Linked DNA regions of Mus musculus: all the other regions are linked to region 1. A link is a contact called in public Hi-C data. All regions are on one chromosome and are shown on one strand. Each heading gives the region's core, a stretch centred on a gene start, on an enhancer-like site or on the middle of the called end of the contact. The rest is flanking DNA. Distances are from core to core; before and after follow the strand shown. Region 1 has its middle 81 kb from the start of 2810048H02Rik. Region 2 has its middle 7.5 kb from the start of Gm36788. Region 3 has its middle 65 kb from the start of 6820426E19Rik.

Region 1 (4,047 bases), core at 957-3,456:
CCTTAGGAGGATTTGGAATTTTTACTCCCAAGGGATCTTCCAACTCAGGAAATGGGTGAGCCTCTTCATGGAGTTAGGTCTTGTGTTTCTTTCATTGGTAACTTTTACCGTTTAGCCATAAACTTTGTGCATATTCTGTTGATTAATTGTTTTGTAAGCATTTGTAGAAGGTGGCATATTTTTAATTTTGATTTCTATGTGTTTGATGTGGAAGTATAGTCTTTGTATGTTTATCTTATATACTGTAACCATGACAAAGTCCATTGTTGTCATTCTAGAAGTATTTTTGGCAATGGTAAGGGATGGGTTTCTGGAGACAATTCACACCATATGAGATTTTTATTTCACTGGCTGGAAGAATGGAGAGGTAGGAACTGCCCTGTCCTGTCTACTCACAGGGACAGCAGGCTGTCTTCACTGTCAGGCATAATGTGAGCTGGCTTCTATATCAGATCGATCAGGCTGAACACGTTCTTCTGTTCTTTGAGAATTTTTTTTTACATCTAATGTGTTAGTATTTTCTAAATTCTCACACAAAAAAATTCTCTACTTTATCCTCTTGTAATATATTTGTATTGACATTTGTATTGTTTATGCAATATATTTGTATGGTTGTATTATCTGTAGTATGTGTTGATCGATCATATGTATGTGTTTATTTGCCTTGCTTTTGAATGAGTAGTTGTCTCATGCACATGTGTTCTTGTCAGTCTTGCTTTGCTCACTTCAAACAATATCCACGACAAGCATAATAACAAGGTGGAGATTTTCCCACCATTTCCTGGTGCTTCTGATGGGTCTATTTGTGACTGGACCTGGGCTTATTGTATCACTTATTTACTGACAGCATGTGGTCACTCTAGTTTTTCTCAATTACAAGCAGCAATAGCCCATTGTGAGTAGACTTGTAACTACACTGACATTTAAGAAAAATTTTATTATCTTTGGGATGGAAGAGCAAAACCCAAGAGATTTTCTATCTCCCCAGAGCTCTCTTTTGATCCTGAGACGAGCTTAGATTTTAGCCTTAATGTATGCACTACCTGCATTGGCAGTGTGTTTTTGGAGTAGTCTGTTCAAGTTAAATTAACCTCACAGAACAGTTTTTAACAGTTCTACTATAATAGAAGCCCACAGTGCATCATCCAGTAAGTTCTAGGCATTGTTTTAATTACTTGTTTCACAACAAGCCAATGAGGTAATGATCGAGACTCAAGTTACAGACAGTGGCTGAGAAGGATGTAGACACAGTCTGTGTGCGAGCTTTGACTTGCCCGCTGGAGAAACTCAACATTTTCCTTTTATTATTCTCCTTCTGTCTGAACTGGAAATAAAACTGTCTGCTTCTCAAGATGCTTCAAAGAACAAACGATGTAACAGCTCTGATGGCGTTTTTAAAGCACAACTAGCAAATAATATATTCACCATTTCAATCATTTTACTTTTCTTCAGGGAAGATCATGAACACCGATGTCACTTCTCATCATGGTATCCAGCACGATCCGTCGAGTCACTCTCTCAGAAGGTGGGTGGTTAAGACCATTTATTTCCCAGTGACTCCATGAATCACTTTTTTCCCCCTTAGAGTTCTTGACGTCATCCTTTCTCCTCAGGAGGCTGCCTCTGACTGTTCACAGTCCCTGTGCTAGGATAACTGTTTCTCAAGTCTCCCTAGAAGTCTTTCATGATGATCTGCTAAACACATTCCTGACATCCTTTCTGCACAGCACCCACACTTCCAAGAAGCAAAGTCATGGGGATGGCGTTCAGAGTCCGCAAAAACTACATGTAGAGAGGACAACGCTGATAGCCCATTGGTGGGAATTGGGAGTGCAATTCCCTGTCTTCACTTTTTCTGTATCAGTGATGCACTAAGTGTCTGTTGATTTCCACCCTGAGTGAGTCAGATGGCAGCCGGAGAGGCTATTGTTAGAGGAGATAAGTAAAGCTGCCTGAAGCACAACTTTAATTAATTCAGCATTAATTCTACATTAAATATTGAGAATAATGAGTGTTCCCCAGATGTCATTGTCAAGTGTAGGAGAAACAACAAACGTGTCAACTTAAGCAAGTTACTGGGCAAAAAAGTAGGGGAAAGGTTTGTCTCAATCGGAACAATCTGTTACTACTCTCTGTTGCCCAGAGAGACAAATGTTCAAGTGACGCCCACGCAACATCAGTTTGGCGCTCAGCATCCCATCCTCGCTGTGACAGCCCTGCAGATGGTCTGTGAGTAAACATGGCTCATCACATCCTTGTTTTAGGAGGTCAGCTCTCCTCCTCACTCACTCCATTTTTGCCAAGTGACTTTTATTTTGTGGTTGTTGCTTTTGAATGGGAGTCAAAATAAGTAAATCAATACTGCTCTTCTTTTGTAGCTGCCAGCTCTGACTTTCTCCAAGCATGCATGGGCTTCACCCAGTGGACAGGCATAGAGCAGGCTGCATGGGTCCAAGCACCCATAGGTTTAGCTCATGGAGATCAGATGCCATTAGGCTGCGAGCTGTTTAAGCTCCAGGCTCCCACCGTGTCCTCATCATGTTTGCTTGTACAGCAGGCACACACGGTCTTGTGTGCTTCCAGGAAATTTCTTTCCTAAATGAAATTCTATTCAGTTTTCAACATGTATACTCTTGTGTTATTATTAAATATCCTCTGACAAGTCAATTTCCTGAATATTCTTACTGTCTGTCATATGTACAAAGAAGAGAAGCCTATAATGGGGTAGCCTATCGTTTTAGTCTCACTTTACTTTTTCTCTTTTTACAGTTCTATTATCTTGGGAGCTTGAGTGATTGAATTTCCTGCCTTTGCAAAGGATCTGAGTTTGGTTCCCACTACCCACATGGTGGTCCCCAACCACCTAGAACTCCAGTTTCTGGAGATCCAGTGCCCTCTCTGGCATCTGAGGAATTGTATGAACATACTGTACACCCATAGATGCTAGCAGAACAGCCACACACATAAAAGAAAATAAATAACTAAAAAATCATATCTAATCCAGTGTGAGCACTAGGTAAATACAGTATTGATGAGACATGGCAAGACAAATGTCCAGAACTGATAGATAGCACTCAAAGGAAAAAAAATGCCAGTTTTGAACCTGGCAACATTCTTCAGAATTTTCCAGAGACTAAAAATTTTAGGCTATTATGGTATTGTTCTTAGACACAGGAAGGGCGTGTCACATGAAATTCATGCCATATTTAATGAAAGGATAGAAAAGAACTTAGACGGGTAGAGGGTGAGCCTGGCTTTAGATGGTGCCTTTACAAGTGGCACACGGAATCCACTAAGGCTTTTTTTAGAACATGGTGGTCCCTGCTACAGGAAGGCAGGTGTCTAGTGGGAGGGCAGTAAGTGCTGGGATGAAGCCTGGGGACAAGTGACAGGAAGCACAGGTGCCACAGAAGCACACTTCAGATCCCTCCCACTGTACACATTTTGAGGGTATTTTCATCAAAAAGTTCTCAAACATTTGTCAAGTTGTAGCACAGACTCATGGGAATGGGGGACTGTGAAGCTGTGGTGGCCCAGAAGTCCCTGAATGTATGGCATCAATGTCACTATGCACGGTAGCATCATGAAGCCCAGGATGCTTTCACTGCTTCTCCATAATTCTCAGAAACCACTGTGAGGCGGGCAGGTATTGGCTATTCCATTCAGTGGTAGAGACCTAGAGAAGTTGACCAACTTTCTCCAGGGCGCAGACACACTAGCTGGTTAAGCTTAGGTTAAAAGCTATACTGAAAACGGGGAGAAGAGTTTGCTATCTAGAACTGTCAGCCCTCTACAGGGAGAAAATCAGGAGGAAAGGACATATAAAAAACACAGTGCCTGAGGTAGGATGGAAAACCTTCCAGTGTGGTCAAAGGACAGGTCCTTCCCTGTCTGGAGAATTTGCTTAAAGTATCTGGAACACCAAATGTTTCCCTGGAGTTTTGAGGAAGGAGGATGTTCAGTCATGAAGGGTACAAATGGCTGGAAGGGAGATGGAAATGAAAACCTATCTCTAGCCTGAAGAACTCCTGTCATGACAGGAAGGGG
Region 2 (3,639 bases), core at 405-2,904, 300 kb after region 1:
GGGTTCTCATGAGAAGCCAGTTGTTAAGTTCATCACCCTGCCAACGTAGAAACTTATGCCAGCTACCCATGTGTCTATCTCTCCCTCAGCTAGAGAAACAACCCTTCTTTTTTTTTCAAGAGCAGAAAAACCAGTCTACCTTTCTGATGTCACAAATCTGGAGTGCTGAGGAGCCAAAGAACCATCTCACTGCCAAGGCAGCCGGGTTTGAAACCCTACTCAATGTGTACAAGTTACGGGGAATGTGGAGGGAGATATAGCTTTCCTGCACACACCTGACACCCGCAGCTGTCTTCTGCAGCCTGTGCCTGGGGACCGAGTATCTAACACCTTCATCAGAGGCAGGTGTGGCTCATTGTTTTGTTTTGTTTGTGCTTTCCACCCCACATCCCATTTCAGGATGTTAGGATTTGAAACTATCAAGTAACATCAACAAACTATATGTGTTTTGGAGACAAAGGAAGTGATGAGCCCTGGACTTCTAAGTTTACTGGTATTTGGTTCCCGTTTCCTCCAACTCCTGCCAGGTCCATCCCTTCTTCCCATGGCTCATTTCCCTGATCCATCAAATCATGAAGATGCTCTCTCTAAGGCACAGATTGGCCTCCACAAGCTAAAGGAAATGCTGTCACTGTGTGCACCTTTAGCCTCATGTACATGCGTAGCTCCCACAGGCTCTCTTAGTTCCGTGCTGTATCTACTGACATTCCTCCCTTCTAAGTAAGCAGTGCGTTCTCTGAAGACCTTTAGATACTTACTCAATCTTAGCATTATGCCTGGTGGTTACTCTATTCTGAGACAGCAAAGGAACCAGACTATAAATAGGTCAGATCCCAGCCCTCACCTCACTGGCTTCTCAGGGCAGGAGCTACAAACCCTCTGTGGCTGTGAGCTGCTTTTGAGTCTGCAGGGAGCCCTTAGGTAGCAGCTCACACAGAGAACACTTGTTAGGGCCTTGGGTCTGATCCTGGCCCTGTGGACTCTCCCATTATGAATATCTATAAATGCTTACCAACATGCCTCAGCTGCTCTTACAGCATGCGTTGGTGTGCTTTCAAGGGGTTGGCCTGCACCCCAGCTCCTAAGGTCGGCTCTTACTAGCTTGAGATAAGTGCAGACTCTCAGCCTGTTTAGCACAGACATTGACTGCGAAACATACTTGACCCAAGCCAGTCCTTGCTTCGGTAGGCCGCTGTTGTCAGGGTTTGGAGGAAACCTGTGTACCCCACATTTGATCCCATCAAGTAGAGCCAAGACTTATGGGTGGCCTAAGAAGATCTCACTTTTTCTGCATTGTTTGATGTGAGGCTAGAACAGCAGCAGGCAGCTGGTTGACTAAGTGGGAAAAGAGTCTGAAAACAAAGCCAAACTGTAGAGAAGACAGCCAGAAAACTAGTGACCGTCCAAATCCAGCCAGTCTTTGCACATCTTTATTTCCAAGTTGCTGTGACTTCTGTTCTCTGTTTACTTGCAACGAAAAGCTGTGAGGAGTGTCTCATCCCACAGTCCAAGAAGCAAAGCTGTGGAGCAACCGGGATAAGCTTAGAAGTCGCCAGGGTTGTAAGGAACTTGCAAGAATTAGCATTAGAGGGAGGAAGCAAAGGGAAAGCCCAAGGATGAACCAGAGCACGCCGGGCCTCTGCCGCCCCCTAGTGGACACTGCTGCCGCCACAGATCCTGCGGCCCTAGCTCAAAAGTTGACCAAAGCCCGGTTCTTCACCGGTGCCTCGACATTCCAGACCTAGATCCTAAGGAATTAGTTACCCAAGTGGAGTGCTCCTTCTTTGTACAGTAGGAAAAATAACATCCCCTGTTATCTGTAAGACTGTAATTAGATGAAATAGTCAAGATGAGGTTAACGGGACCTGCCCATATGAAATAACAAAAGGGGGGAAAATGAATTGCTGACGAAAGAAGTTTTGAAAAGTAGCACAGACAAAGAGCCGCGTGATTGATCCACGTCACTGACCGGAGAGGATCCAGGCCATGCCTTTGAAAGTGTGACTGAGGAAGCATATGGCTGCGCAAGTCAGAGCGCCCACCTAAGCCCAGGCTAGGAACCTGGACAGAGGGAGCATTGCATGCACTGGAGATGCAGAAGCTCCTGTAAGCCCCAGAACGATCCATAGATGCAAATGAGGAGATGACCAGGAGAGCCACTGGAGAGGACTGGAGGGAAAGAGACACAGAAAGCCAGGGCAGGTCCTGGCCACTAGCAGGGTCACTGAACCATCAGAAACCCTCGTTTCAGGCAAGGCCGTTAGTAGTTACAGTAAAACGCAGGTCCCCTAAGGCGGTGGTTCTCAACCTTCCTAATGCTCTAACCCTTTAATACAGTTCCTCATGTTGTTGTTACTTCATAACTATAATTGTGCTACTGTTATGATCATGATGTAAATATCTGATATGCGACCCCTGTGAATGGGGTCACTGTGAAAGTGGGTCACGACCCAGAGGTTGAGAACTGATTCCCTAAGAACTCATACAGGCAGAACCTAGATAGAGCCATCTTGTCTGTAGCCAGGATGAGAGTGAAGCTCAACAGCAAGCTCAGAGGTATATGCAAGGATACAAAAACAGTCACCACAAAATAAGAAAAAAAAGTAATAATGTATAACACCCAATAAAAAGTGTCTGTGCCTTCCAACAGGCAAGATGAGACAGAAGCCCAGTGAACTGACTGCCAATGCACAGCATAACACAATTGGGTGGGAAACAAATCTTGGAAAGAAATCTACAACCCCAAATTAAGTTAAAAAGCAAGAATGCTCTCATGACTTCAGACCAGTCTATGACTTCAACTTCCCTTTTAGAAACCAAGACAAAGAACATTAAATTAGATATAGAAGAAACAGAAGGGAAAGAAGAAGCAAAATAAGATAATACATTACTACAGTAGAAGACAGGAAAACAAAAAATTATGACCTGGAAAAAATTTTTAGACAGTCAATAAAATTGACAAACCACAGGGCATGGGGGGGGGGGACACCTTTTATCCTAGTCCTCAGGAGACAGAGGCAGGAGGATCTCTGTGAGTTCAAGGCCATCCTGGTCTACAGAGTGTGTTCCAGGACAGTCAAGTCTGCATAGAGAGATTGTGTCTCAAACAAACAAACAACAAACCCTGATAGCCCAGTGGTCAGATTGTTGGAGGAGAGGGAGGAGCAAGAAGAGAAAGGGAAAGGATGGGAGGGAAGAGTGGCCCAGCTGCTAACAGAAGAGGGATGCTGGCAGCCCTGCAGATTCTACAGATGTCCAAAGGAAAATAAGACAATGTTATGAAAAACTTAATATATTGATAAGTTAAAGTGTCAAAGCCCTTGAAGGAAATGTGTGTACTTAAAATAAAACACACAATGTTAAATAATCCTATCTCTGTTATTATACATTATACTTTTATAAAAAATCCCACATAGAAAATCTCAGCTTCGGATGGCCTTTCACCTAACATTGAAAGGTTAGTTCATTTTGATTCCAGTCTTCCAGGAAATTGTACAGAATCGACTACTGCTCAGATTGTTGCAAGAAACCATTTAATACTATAACTCCATCAAAAATGTTACAAGTAACAGAAACTCCAGACAGATAACCCCATGAGCACAGATGCAAACACAGGTGCGCAAAGCAAGCATATTCACT
Region 3 (4,158 bases), core at 743-3,242, 360 kb before region 1:
TTATCCAGCCATCACCGGACTCTGCAGTGACAAAATTGGTACTAACAGCAGTGTGGCCAGTTTCTACTTCCCAGATGAGGTAACAGATGTGAACAGTGTAAGTTAATTACAGCCTTGACTTGAGTCTGTGTGCCTCTATGTGCTCATAGGATTGCCTCTGATTATTGCTGTCTGTCATTCGAGACATCAGGGCTGTATGCTCGACACACAGGCAAGCCTGAATCACAGCTTCATTGCAGAGTGGGTTTGCAGCTCCTGATAGCTGCATGCTTGCGGAAGTAAAGAGTCGATGTGCTCTCTGTGGTTTCCGGTGCTTGTGGTCATGCCCTGATGCAGCTGAGTAAGCACCGGTGCCTGGGCCCTAAGGCACCATACACTGTGGGGTCACACCATGTGGAAGGCGCAGTCCTAAGACACCATGCACTGTGCTCCACACTGTGTGATCTACAAGTTTAAGCATCTGACAGGTGTTTATTTGCTCCAGAGCCGAAGACTGAATTTAAAGTCTCTCTGGAAGGACCACCCAGATCTCCTCTTCTCTGGAGTTCATTTGCAGAGTGGCCATTGCAGGGGATGTCAGCCAGGGGGCAGTGAATTTGGCTTCCCTCCAGGCCTTTCAAGCAGGAAGTACTTTGACAAGAGTTTCACCAGTCCTTTCTAATTTCCTCATGCTAAAAGAGATGTGAAACCTGCAATGGGCTCCTCTTTGAGGGACAAGCAAGAGTCAGTGAGGGGGGCATCCAAGGAGGACGGGTCACCACTTCGTGGGCCTTGCAGGAGGACTGAATGAGAGAATGAGCACACAGGTGGTGGGGTGGTGGTGAACAATGGAAGTACCTCTGAGGGTGGTGGTGACATCAGGCTGTATGTGAGTGCTGTCTGTTGGATCCAATTGCTGAGTGAGCGCAGTGAGTCACTTGGCTAGCATAAGTTAGTTGGAGAAGCAGCCTAGAGAAATCAGAGTCTGCGGGAGAACGTGGGCAGCTTGCCGTGCTTTAAGTCATTCGGGTGGTGTGGTGACGGAGGAGAGCCAGCAGCAGGGCCCAGAAAACTATGAGACAGACACACCTGGTGACCGAGTTTAGGGGGTATGCATGGCTTGCAATATAAATAAATAAATAAATAAATAATCAAGTACCCTCCCACCTGGAGGCATTTGCAATGTCTGCTTGGTTGTCATCACTGAGGAAGAGGTACTGTTGGCATCTATTCGTAGGAACCAAGGATGCTATTAACAGTCTGTAGTGCTCCAAAAGTCTCCAAGCAAAGAACTGTCATTGTGTCTGCAGTAGCCAGAAGAAATCAAGTCGGTTCTGAGTTCAAAACCAGTCAAGACTGCATGATGAAACTTCGTCTCAAACCCCAAGAACAAAAACAACAGTGACAGAACCAAGTTAAAATGGACTTAAACACCACCACCACCACCACCAACAACAACAACAACACTACCCAGGCTTAAGGCCGTGATGGTGAATGTTCCCCTCAGCAAATCATGCCTACTTACATTTCTATCTACCAGCTGCATTATCCACATCTGAGATGCATGCTCTCCTTACAAAGAGGCTAACACGGTGTGCTGTGGGAGAGCTTAGCCACAGCCACACTAACTCTGCCTGTGGAGGGCCAGGTTCTTTCTCTCATGCCAGCTCCCTGAGGGTCCATCCAACCTTCAGAAAACGGGGAAAGCATCACATTGTCTGGTACTGGTTAGTCTGCATCCAGTCCTTCAGTGAAGCCAGCCCAGTGCCTTGTCCACTAAAAGCAATTAGTGGACGTTAACTACAACTAGCTGTGGCCATTGAGGCCACTGAACACTCCATTCTCCAGTTTAGCAGCTAAGTCCTATGAACTTCCAGGCCTCTTTTCTGTTGGAGAATCTCCTAGGAGGAAAGGCAGAGCTCCTTTAGTTTCCCTGTCTCATGCTTTGCCTCCCTGAGACTCCAGCAGTTTCTCATGTTTATGGCCTTTCAATGCCACTGGAAACACTTCTTAGCCATCTGTTCTGTCATCCCTGTTCACCTCCAAACACTTGCTGTGTGCTTCTGTGGGCTCCGTAGGGCGTTCAAAACATGGGCTGTATTTTCCACTTCTTGAGAAACGCTACATGGTGGTACTGACCCAGCCCTCATTGGGGTAATGAGGCAGGTGGGTGGACACAGTCCTGAGAGCTGGATTGAACGCTATGGTGAGAACAGGCAGGTTCTAGGGTAAGCTGGGGGACAAAAGGCTCACTGTGTCTGCCAGAAAGGCAAGGGACAGTGTGGAGGAGGGTTACATTTTTAACTGGCTTCAAAAAGCACAGGAGGTGACCAGATGGACTGGTGAGCCTCGAGGGGATTCTTTCTCCACCTTTTAGCCAAGAAAGGGCTGCGGCATGCGCACAGCTTCCCACGGCGTTCACATCCTGGAATTATGGAGAATTACCCAGCTCCCTGGACTCCGAGGCTGAACCCCCTGGATCTCACTCAGCCCCATCACACCCATGTCTACTGCTCTCAGGTCAGAGCAGAAGTTCTCTTCCTCAGCCCAGGGTGAGGTGAGCTTTGCTGTGGCTTTTCCCATGTGGACAGCATCCTTATTCAGGTGCCAGTTAGAATGTCAATGGCTACCTTCCTTAGGAAATGCTTCCACAGAGCTGGGGGTAGACGGAAAGCAGGATGGGGGGTGGTGGAGGTGGGGGGTCCCTTGCTTTTGTATTTCTTACCACACTGTAATTTTGTGACTGATGAAGGAGGATGCTGAGTCGAGTCTCTATCCTTCTTTCTTTCCTTGAGGCCATGCACAGTATTTGGAAAATAGACCTGTGTCTTGGTGCCACCCTCTCTACACAGATGTCTTTCGTGAGTAAGAGCATAATAGATGCTGAATTAACTGTGAGCCGACCAACAGTATAGGGGCTTGATACATTTCTCAGAAGCAGATTTGCCCTGCCCTAAGAATGTGTGTTTCAAACTAGAAGTGCTGCTTAGCAGCGAGCATGTTCAGTGTGAGCAAGGCCCTGGGCTCAATACCCTTAGCACCAAAAAAAAAAAAAAAAAAAAAAAAATGAAGAAGTAACTGAATCCTTCGGAGGCCCACCAGCATTCAGCTTTTAGCAGTCTTCCTAAACACATAGATTTCCATGGTGCGGAGGGAATATTAAAGTTCAAAGCGACCTAGGAATCAGGTTGAAGATGGTAAGTGATCAGGTCTTATGGGAATAAGAGCATTTCTTGAATTGAGGCAGAAATGTCTGAAATCTGGCTATTTAACCTCGTCTGGGTGAAGAGGTATAGGGGTTTCACAGAACAGCCTGGGGTAGGGTCCTCTGGGATGAGGCTGATGTGATCACGAAGGTCACATCTTACTGCAGTGGCTGGATTCCATGACAACACATCTGTTTCTGATTGAGGCTGGGTCTGAGCGCAAGGCTTAGGGTACAACGCCCCCCGAAGGAAGAAACGCTAAGCCCATCTGCGAATGTGGATGCTCCACAGTGAGAGCGCAGCCGAGCCTGGAGCTCTGGGCAGACACGGGAGCTTTGGGGCCTGAGTTTGTTCTCCCAGGCCTCACATCTCACACGTGGAGCCTTTTGCAGCCTGCTCAGGCTCCATCAGGATTGGTGAGATGGAGTCACTGGGGCAGCTGGAAGTTGGAGATGGCCTTCTCAGATGGGAGACACCAAAGGCATTCAGGTGGAAAATTCTAGAATCCTATTAATACCACTCTGGTCCTTATGTGGCCTCAGGAGCCTCCATTTCTAGTTTATTCGGGAGGTCTGTGGAGACCCTGCACGCAGACATTGAACAATGTTGAGAACGACCTGGTGTGCATCACTCTGAGCTATTATTTTCCAGTCCGACTCTGGCTTCTTGCACGTGGTGAGACAGAATGACCCTTAATGCTTTCTTTTCTACAAGAAAGAAGGAAGGGGGAAAAAAGCCACCTGGGAGTGTGTTTAGAATAGAGGAAGCTGTGCTGGTGTGAGCAGCGTTTGCTTCCTGCAGGGCACAGATGTGAGGCTCCCAAGCCTCTTCCAGCTAGTGCACTTGAATCCTGGCAGGCATGAGCTAGGGCTGTGGTCACGTGAGCAGAGGCAGGGAAAGCTGCAAAAACATACATGGCAGAACAGGCAGAGGGGGAAGAGGTCGGCCCCAGGAGGTCTCCACGACTGCCTGG

Evidence for each region. A called contact is a pair of places that touch in the nucleus more often than the background predicts.
Region 2: a contact with region 1 is called in a Hi-C map of uterus, with 4 times the contacts expected there. The contact joins two enhancer-like sites. A contact is called at or near these places in 7 of 39 promoter capture datasets (the 3T3-L1 cell line, cranial neural crest, frontonasal cranial neural crest and 2 more), 2 of 15 datasets of contacts at CTCF or cohesin (both in the NIH/3T3 cell line), 26 of 484 Hi-C or Micro-C datasets (the Patski cell line, adipose-derived mesenchymal stem cells, brown adipocytes and 10 more), 2 of 115 datasets of contacts at active chromatin or transcription factors (embryonic fibroblasts and embryonic stem cells) and 1 of 9 other capture datasets (embryonic stem cells).
Region 3: a contact with region 1 is called in a Hi-C map of uterus, with 4 times the contacts expected there. The contact joins two enhancer-like sites. A contact is called at or near these places in 1 of 15 datasets of contacts at CTCF or cohesin (the NIH/3T3 cell line) and 2 of 484 Hi-C or Micro-C datasets (cortical neurons and uterus).

The regions. Positions count from the first base shown.
Region 1 is chr6:117,069,635-117,073,681 of GRCm38.p6, reverse strand. No RefSeq gene overlaps it. Among named protein-coding and RNA genes, the nearest start is that of 2810048H02Rik, 81 kb to the left of the region's middle. Within about 2 kb of position 2,206, at least 36 of the 459 cell types and tissues checked have an H3K27ac peak or open chromatin away from gene starts, as enhancers often do. A contact at or near this core is called in the NIH/3T3 cell line and uterus, where this site is marked.
Region 2 is chr6:116,765,911-116,769,549 of GRCm38.p6, reverse strand. No RefSeq gene overlaps it. Among named protein-coding and RNA genes, the nearest start is that of Gm36788, 7.5 kb to the left of the region's middle. Within about 2 kb of position 1,654, at least 14 of the 459 cell types and tissues checked have an H3K27ac peak or open chromatin away from gene starts, as enhancers often do. A contact at or near this core is called in uterus, where this site is marked.
Region 3 is chr6:117,427,860-117,432,017 of GRCm38.p6, reverse strand. No RefSeq gene overlaps it. Among named protein-coding and RNA genes, the nearest start is that of 6820426E19Rik, 65 kb to the left of the region's middle. Within about 2 kb of position 1,992, at least 117 of the 459 cell types and tissues checked have an H3K27ac peak or open chromatin away from gene starts, as enhancers often do. A contact at or near this core is called in the NIH/3T3 cell line and uterus, where this site is marked.